Regions from separate parts of the Oryzias latipes genome. Here region 2 is linked to region 1. A link is a contact called in public Hi-C data. All regions are on one chromosome and are shown on one strand. Each heading gives the region's core, a stretch centred on a gene start, on an enhancer-like site or on the middle of the called end of the contact. The rest is flanking DNA. Distances are from core to core; before and after follow the strand shown. Region 1 holds the start of LOC101173216 (forkhead box protein P1-B). Region 2 holds the start of LOC101163242.

Region 1 (5,280 bases), core at 714-3,213:
TTTCCACAATAGGTGATTCACGTTGATTGCGTTAAGGGTGGAAAAGTTACGCTTGTGAAGGAATGAAAATACTGGAGCTAATGCTTCGTAACAGTTTTACTAATCTGAACACTTTTGTTTATGTCCTTTTTGAAGGAAATAAAACGAAGAGCCTTTATACCCCGTGTTATGCTCATGTTGCACACTGAACTGTTAATTCCCATGAAAAGGTTTTAATAAAAGGTGACACAATTCTGAAAACTTTTAGAATTTCCGTTTCCGGCTGATGGTGTCTTGTCACCATCTTGTCAGCGACCTGGTTTTATCGACATCACAATCTGAGAACCCGTTCATTTTGGCAGGTTGGTAGGGGCTGGTGCTCAGAGAACGGGTTTTTAACCCTTGTGCTATCCTAGGCACTTTACCATTGGGAGTTGGGTCATCTTGACCCACTAAACAGTGCACTGAACCTTTTTTCTTCAATGATTTGTGATCTTCACTGGTGTCCATGGATTACATGAAATCTTTTCACCTTTATCCACCTTTGTCATGGTAGGGAGAACACGTCAAAGTAAGGGTGGGGTCATCTAAGAGAGCTCAAGGGTTATAGGAATACTCAGAAATGTGTGAATAGATCAAAATACCACTTTGGGGTTATTTTTGTGACGAATTAACATTATAATACACTTAAACGTGCAAAAAGTTGAGTCTGTGTGATAAAGGCCCTTTAACTGTTCATTTGCATTTAATCTTATTAAAATAGTTTAAGTTGAATGGTTGGCCCTCAGACAGTTAAAGCTCACCAAATCTCGCCTTCTTTACTAAATGTTTGGACACCCCTGATGCAGATGTGTCAGGAGAGTGGCAGAAAGAAGCCACAGGACAGCAATAACAGAAACAACCAGAGGGGGGAGACAGAGGAGCAGAGACCTGCCAAGCCATGACACAAGTAATCTTTAACCAATAGTAACCTTTGCGGCTCCGCTCTCTTCACTGAAATGGTCACTGAACTCCATGTAGTTGTGCCCTGTTTCCCTGGTTTTGCCTTGATTGTCATTTATTTTTCCCGCTACATAAAATGTCGACCAAAGCATACATTATGAAGATATGAGTGTAAAATACAATATTATATTTTTAAAATAAAGATTTGGTGGAATGCCGACGGACCAATACTAAATGTAATGAAATAAATGTTACATTCGAATAAAAGTGAAGGTTCTGCCACTTAGACTAAAAGTGTTCAGAAACAACATGCGCTGTTTTAGTGTTTCAGTGGATTTTGGAATTTGTCTTCCATACTGACAAGTAGCCACACGGTGGCGCTCTCCAATAACAAACCGGCTTTCTGCATTTCCTGCAGCAGGCGTCTCTTCCAGCTGTGACAAATACAGATGATAGAAATAAGATAAGATGTTCATCTAAATAATATGTGACGAAAAATATATTTTTAAAAACGAAGAAAAACAAACAAAATAAAACAAACGAAAACAACAACTAACTAACAAAAACAAACAAACAAAAAGAAGGAGAAAACAATATACTATTAAGCAGACTATTGTTGCTTTCCTGCAGACAGTTCAGGCCTTAGAATCTGTTCATAAACCAGCGGGATGAACAGAAGAGTTTTTCTAGATTATGGCCGTAAATTTAAAACAGATTTCTGACGTAAACAGCACTTTTGTCATTTTATTTTCTAGCATTTAACACGATTGTATTAATCAGTGGTTAAAAAGAAAAGGTTTTCTCTAAATATATCCTAGTTCACGCTTTCACTTTAGTCTTTACAGGTGTGTCTTTTCTTTCTTATCTAACTTTGTAACAAAACTATTTCAAATCAGCCCATTTTCCGTAACTAGAAGTAATTTAGGACTTTTATTGGAATTGTTCGGGTAAATGATGTTTCCACAAAGTCCCTGCAGAGCGATGAAAGTTGTTTACAAAGCAGGTGGATGTGACGTCAGAGGTTTGGACATCAAAACAATAACATCAAACCCGCGATTCTTCCCTTTTCCTCTTCTTCTTTCCGCGTGTAAAAATCTAATAACATTAAGAAAAGGCGCTCGTGCCTGTGAGTCAGAGCGGCACGCGGCGACAGTCAAACTCCGACTTTTGCTTCGTTTTCGACGCCCTTGGTAAGCATCACTTTCTACTGCTTGGAGCCAAGTTAGTTAGTTAGTTAGATAGTTAGTGACCCCCCCCCCCCCCTTCGCGGGCAGAGTAATATCGGTGTTTTTACGGTGTGGTTTTATGTTGGTAGCGAACTCGCGTGCACGGGTTAGCCATCGGTACCGTCCGCGTGCGCCGGTTAGCCTGCTGAAGCGTTTTCCTCCACGGTAAGTTTGGCTCTTCTGGCGGTGCTCGCTCGCGTGTTTTGGCCGAGGCTCGTGGGGCTGCGCGGCATTCAGCGGCGGCGGCAGACAGACACGCAGACGAGCCGTTCAAAGTTTCAGCCTGTTCTGGGCAAACAAACAAACAAACAAAAACGAGTTGAAGTTTCAGCGGCGCCGCAGAAGTTTCAGAGCAGCAAAGACCGTTGAGACACGCGGTGGTGGAAGGTGCAAATCCCCGCAGGGGCTCTGGAGGGTCAACAAAGTTCGAAGCTTCTAGGAAAAAGTGGAGAAAAGAACCGACTAGAGGGAGCGCGCGTGAGCGCCGTGATTTGTCGGTCCCGGGATGGAGCTTCTCTCCACCTGTTAGCAGGTTTCTGCCTGAACTTGAAGGATGGATGGATGGAGCTTTCCCGAACTTTGAAGACTTTTCTTCAGTTCATGGAAGTGTCCTCCGGCCGGAGGCTGCTGTTTCTGTGCGCCTTAGCAGACTCAGCAGCCCAACTGAAACGGATATTCAATTCATTACAACATGATTAGCTCTCTAGTCTACACAAAGCCGTTCAGCAACACAACGCGCTGCGACTTCTACACTATACTCGCTTTTTTTTTCTGTTGTGAACATTAAACACCACAAACAGACGTTTCAGTTCATCTACATCGAAGCAAAAATGTGTCCAAAATGTTTGCTCGTGAATTATAATTTTTAAATTAAAATTCAATAAAACAAAACTATGATGCAACAGCGAGAAGATTGTGTAACGTTTACTATCAGAGCATAAACACTGTAAAATATATTTTATATGCATCTGTTAGTTTTTTCTAAATATATTTCAGATATTTGGTGTCAACACATCAGAGAAACTGGACAATTATTATTTTTACAAAGTGTTTTTTATTATCGCTCTTCTTTTTTTTTAAATAGAGCTATAATGGTAACAAGGTAATTCCTCTTTTGTAGACTCAATAACGTTTTTTTTCTATTCTAATAAAAATAATAAATTACACCCATTTGTCAAGGATTATTAATTTGGAATGATTTAATAAGCTCCTGCTTTTTAGAATGAAATCTCATTTATTTTATTTATAAATAAATAAAATAGAGAGTGACATTTGTTCCTCCCTTGAACCTCTTGCAGAGGGAGAATTTAAAGACTGTGTGACAGAATTCCTTTAAACGGCACATGTGACATAAACAATACTGCTTTAAAAAACTATTGCTGGCAGTGTTCCCTCCTTTTTGGTCTTTGGATTAGTCATTGTCTGAGGAGAGAGAGAGAGAGAGAAAAAAAAGTGTCTTTTTGTAGAAGGAAAGTAAACAGCCTCCAACAAGCGAACCTTGACAACCCAGATTAAGGAAAACACGGGAGATCAAACAGTGCTGCTGCTGGGCTGTTGTCATGAGCAGCCTGAGAGAGAGCGGCAGACTATTTGAACAGGCTCTGGGCTCTGTGTGCTCACTTATGCAGAAATAGACCTTCACAAATGCTGACCCAGCCTTTAAAACAGAGGATGAGCTTTCTTTACAATATTTGCAGGCCTGCCGTTTGACATAACCGTTCTATAAGGGTTGAGACGCAGTCGTGTCACGGAGAAGAACACTTGCACTGTCGCCTGAGTGTGCATTTAGGAACAAGAATAGCTGTTTTTTCCCCTCTTCTGTCAGGCACGTTGAGTGAAAATATAAGGTTTTTTTTTGATTGCAAAAAAAAAAAAAAATCACCTTGGTGTATTTTAATCATATAGACTTTAAGAAGAATGTAAAGGCACCGATGTCACATATGTGTGTGATTTAGGAAATCATTCTGACGTTCTAGAGCTTGGGGTGATTTGTGAAGAGCTGAGGTTCAGTGGTAAGAAAATAATCCCTCACCGGAGCACCGAGTGTGAGAGCTTCACCAGCAAAGCCAGCGTCCCTCTTTCATCCCACTGCTCAGTATTTGCCAGCACACATTAAAACACCTTGTGCTGGTAGTGAGGAGTGCCCCGCTTTCCTCTGAAAGACAACCACTTTTTAGTGATTAACACTTTAATTTTTATTAGATTTCTAGTCTTTCATTTTTTTAACACTTATTTCTTAGTAATTAAATAAATAAAATGCGCAGCTACTGTTTTGGGTTTCATGTTTCACTTCTTTCATATTTTTAAGGGGTTTTCAAGCTTTCAGAGACGAACCGTCTCAAAGCATTTCTTTACATTTTGGAGTTACATCAAGCAACAAAAGTGAAAGGAAAAAGTGTGAGGTTTTAACCTTTTGATGACTCCTCGTGAGGCGAAATGACACCCGTCATGTGAAAACGCTCTAGTGTTCTGTGTTGTCTGAATATCGGCGAGGAAGAGAGGAATGTTTACACTTTCTGTCTCTGCTGCTACAGGCAGACTGTCCTCCATGCCAGGAAGGCTGTGTGGTCAGGGAGCAGACGCCTTCAGGTGAGCTCCCTGTTCCCACTCCTACGGCGTGATGCTGCTGACTACCGTGAACCCATGCAGCCGTCGACTGCCGTCCTCTGTCGTCCTCTGTTGCTAATGAAAGCAATCTAACAGAAAAGCCACCCGCCAGCTGAAGACGTGCAGCCGCTTGTAATGCTAACCACTTACTGGGAATGACTAAATTCATTGTTTTGCTTTTGTTTTGTAAATGTAGCCCAAATATATCAGGCTCTATCTTTTGATTTGCTCTAATAGATGGTTCCTACATTCGTGTAGAATTGTTCATTAAATACATTAGAAGTGAGTACTGCATATAATATTTTTCTGTTTTTTGGTTTTTACAAATTGAATGCAGCAAGCCACATGGCAGCAAATAAAAGATAATTTAAAAAAAACATGTTGAACTTTTAATATATATGTAAATAAATTAGTGTAATTTGTAAAACAATTTTCATTTTTTAATTGACTGTTAAGTTAGTGAATAGTGAAGAAAAACCCCTTGAGAAAACTCATTAAGATGTGTTTCTACTTCTTTGGGAACTTT
Region 2 (5,280 bases), core at 1,698-4,197, 300 kb after region 1:
TTTTCCTGAGTCCAGCAGCTCGCAGAGCAGCTGGACAGACTGCAGTCCAAAGCCTCCTCCGGAGCGCTCACCGTAACAGAACACCCTTCCTCTGCTCGCAAACCCGTGGCTACAAGTTCGGCTGCTCTGCTCAGAGACATGGTTCGCTCATGTGGCGCAGCCGGACGGTCCTGTTTGCACTCCAAAGCCTTTTGTGGAGTCTATGCATGAAGTAAAAGCCAGAGGAGTAATGACCCACAATGGGAATAAATTGTTTACCCACACCACGATTGGATCAACAATCGGCATTACCCATCTTACTTGAACGGAATGAAATTTTGATCCGAAAGAGTCTGATCGGTATTCAGAACAGCGTGTTTACATGACGCATTTTTATTCTGATCAGGGATTTATTACGTTTACTTTTCCCCATGTAACCGCAGCTATTGATTAGCATATAAAATCTGGTTTGGGTTTTATCTTGCAGTGCCTCTCTGGGATTGCAGCTGCCTTCTTCTGGTTGCGATAAAATATTTTGACCTGCAGACAATTGAATTTATTGAGAATGAACTATGTGACTAAAGCATGTACAAAGAGAAACTCAAACATGAATGACAATGTTAAACATTCATTTTGTCTGACTTAGATTTTTTTTGCTTGCCTTTAAAGTGTCCATGGCTGGTCCTGATTTGACAATAATCTTCTTGCCATGTGGCGACTTGTCAAAAATGGGCTGAGCGAACTCTTTGAGATATGGTTCTAACTCACAGGCTATTAAGAGGCCGTCATCAGGAAGCCCCTCAGCCATAGACAAAGCTCCATAGCCAGTGAACATTCCAATCTCTAAGACTCTCTTGGCTTGACTCATGTGGATCAACATCTTAAGGGTCTGACCTGCCAAAGAGACACACAAATAGAACTGAAGTAACAAAACACTAAACAAAGGGGGGAGCTGTAATATCACAGAACTCCAGAAAGTCTAACCCTCAACATGTCCAGTGATGCATTCTTTTGGAAGTTGGAAAATTGTCTTGCCCTCCTTGTGCACTTGATTCCAGTCATGAGACATTGTCTTTCTATCAGAGAGAATGCATGCACAAACAATTTAACTGTTTAAATAGTCATTTTAAACTTAAATATTATTGTGAAAGAAAGGAAAAGTCATACTCATAAAGCTCTCTTAAAGGTTCACTTTCCTGTGTTGTCATCTTCTCCAAGTACACATCCAGTCCACTGGCAATGTCCAAAGCTTTCTGCAGATGACCTTTCAACTCCTCCGGTACAGTGCTGCATGATACAGCCTTGTCCTTGGCTTTGGTTAACAAATCCACAATCACTTCCATGGGGGTGTCAGGAACTGGGATGAAAAAGATGGTTGCTGTACTGTTATATATTTCAGACCAGCTTGGTCTAGTCTGTAAATTAGCTATGTCTCTGACTGGTGGATTGTTGCTTCAGTGGTGATTGAATTTAATTCACAAATCAAGACCAAAATTTCACAGATTGAAGCATAATTATTTCTATTTATCATAGTTTCATAGTATATTTGCTATATGCATGTCTTTTTTACTAGAGACAGCAGTGATGTTAGACTGGCAACCTGTCCAGGGTATATCCTGCCTTCGCCCACCAGTGGCCGCGAAAGGGACAAAATGAATATTATATAAAACGGATATATATTTATATATATTAGGCCTGCACAATAAATCGCAAATATATAAAGGAAAATATGATTTCACGATATGAAGATAAGAGGAGTTAAGGATCAAAAGGTGTTTGAATGACTCCAAATACATGTGTGAACTTGATTATGGTAAAATAATCAAAGCTCTTTTAGTGCGTAGCAATAATCACTGGTTAATGTGATCCTTTGTTCTATTGATAATCAATGATTATTACATAACGGTTACCTAAAGTTTAAATCATTAATGTCTACTGAAAAGATATAAGAATACTTTGTGAGAATGCTCAATAAGCACTCGTATTTGCTACTTTATAACTTGATCTGCAATGTGTAGCAATGATATCTGGATTTAATGAAATTGTATTCTGATTATTACCAAAGAGCAGTACATTTCTGTTACATGGTGTGTGATTGATGTTGCTGTTCGCTGAAATTATGAATGAATGTTTTCTGAAAATAATCAATCATTAAGCACTTCATTTTGATACTTGAAAAGGATCTGTCTGATCAGAACCAGATTACGAAAACTATGGTTAACTATAAAATGTCTCTTTGTTATTGTTTTTTTTATCTATGCCTGAAATAAAAAATATACATATGTATACACACATACTGTATCTGTAGATAGATAGATAGATAGATAGATAGATAGATAGATAGATAGATAGATAGATAGATAGATAGATAGATAGATAGATAGATAGATAGATAGATAGATAGATAGATAGATAGATAGATAGATAGATAGATAGACAGTGCAGTGAACGGTTGTTACCGGCGGGAGCAGCCTTATTTGGGGGGAATCATGCTCTTTGGTATGTAAACAAATGTTTGCACGTTTTACTACAATTTACACATTCAGACTTGACGTCCACTGTGGTTTACCAACTCGGAGTGACAGCAAAGCTCCTGTGTCAGCCTGAGTTGTGTGTGGTCGGCAGAAGCTTCTTTAAGGACCACGGAGGACACTACAGTCACGCGAGGCAGCCCTGTCTAACCCTCACCATTACGGACTATTTATGGAGTACTGGTCTTACCTTTCACTAGAGCCATGCTTGCAGAGATGGGCGTGCCGGTTCCGCAGCTGGCACTCACGACGGGAATACGTGCAGAGAGGAGCTGCAGCGGGGTTCCGGTTATATCACAGGAACCGAGGCGCCCAGCGAGGAGGAGTCATATGCAACACGTGAAGGCGACCCTTATTCAACTGCATGTGACACGTGAACGCTACGCGCGTGCCACCGGGACCTCTTTTATAAATCTGGCAAAGTTGCACAACGAGCAGTTATAGCCTTCGGTTGTTCGTGAAGCAGCATGTGGTTAACCCTTCATGCAGCTGAAGTGCAGCTACTTCTGTTGACTGTGGACTGAAGGAGACAGACAGAGAGAGGCCCTGAGCCTGTTCCTTTCACTGCATGATCATGGAAGTTTAGGCTGAAACGACAGAAAGACAGAATGAAAGGTCTGATTACCCACTTCCTGAAACCCTGCAGATATTTCTGATTGGATTAAATAAAATACCAGGGAAAAAAGATGATCTGAAGATGCTTTGTTTGTTTTTTTTCATAATAAAACGTTCATATCATGGTAGGATTGATTTCTTATGAGTTGGTGAGGCTGGTGAAAAAAATTTACATGTCCAAAGTCCTGCCCACGGGTCAAATGCAGCTCTGTTCAAATTTCTGCTGGTCTCCAGGGTCCTGTCATAAATCAATAAGCCTATGTGGCCCACAGCACTTTCGATTTCTTGATTGTGATTGGCTAAACTATGTCATAAGCCGTTTTTAAATCTGGCAGCAACCTGTGGCTGCTTGACCTTCAGGGCCTCAAGGGCTAAACCAAAGGTACAGATCTGTTTGTTCTCTGATCAAAACCGCACTGGTTCTGAGTAAGAGAACTATTTCTGAGTAATAGAGAACTATTTGTGTCATTTTCCCGTTCTCATGATTTATTTCTGTAAGTTTACGGTGAATTTTTAACAGGGAATAATGTGCAACATTTCATATGAACCCTGAGTTTGTTTTTCTAAAGATTTTTTTCTAGAGAGACTTTTTATATTTTTGGTCTTTAAACAGAATTAACAGAAATTTGGGTAAAAATGTATTAAAATCATTTTCTGTTTCATGTCAAAAATGGTTGGCTCTCACACATTTTCACCTCACCAAATCCAGCCCTCTTTGCAAAATGTCTGGACACCCCTGATCTACAGACTACAACCTGTCCATTAATTGGTATAACTTTTAGTCTAAATAAACTGTTTTTTGTTGTTGTTTATTCAATATTTTTGAATTCTGCATGAGTGCTTGACAGTTCAAAACATTATGCTTCAGTAACCCCCAAAAAAGAGAAATCTTGCAATGAACCTCATAAAAATATCTAACAAATGTCACTTATCGTTATATTTGGATCTTTTTCTGTCTTCTGACCCTGTTTCTGACTCCGTTTGCCTGACACCTGCCCCGACTCTCACCTGGATCTTGACTACCCTGTTTCTCCTCTAATGATCTCATACCTGCTTTGACCTCTGCCTGCCTGACCCTAATTTAGCTTTGTGGACTTTTAGTTGTGCTAATAAACCTGCTGCACTTGGATCAAACCGTCTGCCTGTTCCTGAGACAGAATACTTTGACAAACGTGGTTCCAGCAGCAGGAGTTCCTAGCTCGACGAACCCGGCGGGGTTTGCTACTTTGCTGCTGGAGCACGGTCCATCATCTAACCTCTGCAACTGCTGTCACAGCTGCAAATCAACCCGCCTGTCAGCAACACATCTGCTCCTCCGGTTGCTCAGTCATCAGCGACCGCCACAGGCAGCGCGCCTAGAGCAACTCTCACTTACACAGCGGGACAGAGAATGGCGCTTCCGAACAAATTCAATGTGGACCCCGAGCAATGTGTGGGCTTCTTTATGCAGTGTAATTTGTTTTTGCGCCAACAATCAAGCCTCTATCCCACAGAAGATGCCAAAGTGTCGCTGGTGTACTCCCTCCCGACCGGAGGAGCGCGAGAGTGGATAGCTGCACTCTGGACTGGTGGATCGTTACCCTTCCACTCATATGCTGCACTCACACAGCAGTTTTGGGAGGTGTTTAACCATTGTTACTGCCCTTTTAATGTCTAGGGGTACCTAGAGGGGCATAACATAAAAACAGAAAAGTTTTGGCTACCAAATTGGCAAACAAAAACACCAGACGGAATTGTCTCCATACAAAAGTATAACAAATTTGAAAGTATAAAAAAAATGTATTTACAAATAAATAAACACCAACCAAAACTACAAGTGAAGCAAAAAGGCTTCAGGGTGAACCAAGGCCAAAATAACAAACAAAACCCCACCTAACTGAAATCTAGTTTTCTTACCTGTACTAAAAGAAAAATGAAAACAAAGACAAACTCTAACCTCCCTAGACTAACAAAAACAGGAGAAAACAAGTAACAAAGAAAATGGCAGTTCACCCCTACAGCTTCACTTAACTACAAACCAAAAGACTAAAGAGAGAGGGCACAAAACCCCAAAACTACAAAATACTAAAGTACAACACTAAAGTGTAACACAAAACTAAAACAAATGGAGAATACCAAAAATAATGGAGAAGAGGACCAAGCAGCAGTGGAGACT

What was found. Hi-C and Micro-C count contacts between places; a contact is called where the count stands out from the background.
Region 2: a contact with region 1 is called in a Hi-C map of embryo, with 1.9 times the contacts expected there. The contact joins the promoter of LOC101163242 here to the promoter of LOC101173216 in region 1. A contact is called at or near these places in 4 of 5 Hi-C or Micro-C datasets (embryo and fibroblasts).

Annotation. Positions count from the first base shown.
Region 1 is chr5:6,332,235-6,337,514 of ASM223467v1, forward strand. It overlaps LOC101173216 (forkhead box protein P1-B), which reads left to right and starts at 1,964. Exons shown (of 20, transcript XM_023954813.1): 1 at 1,964-2,111; 2 at 4,682-4,736.
Region 2 is chr5:6,626,830-6,632,109 of ASM223467v1, forward strand. It overlaps LOC101163242, which reads right to left and starts at 2,948. Exons shown (of 11, transcript XM_004068598.4): 1 at 2,701-2,948; 2 at 1,147-1,336; 3 at 964-1,055; 4 at 641-873. The coding sequence starts at 2,716.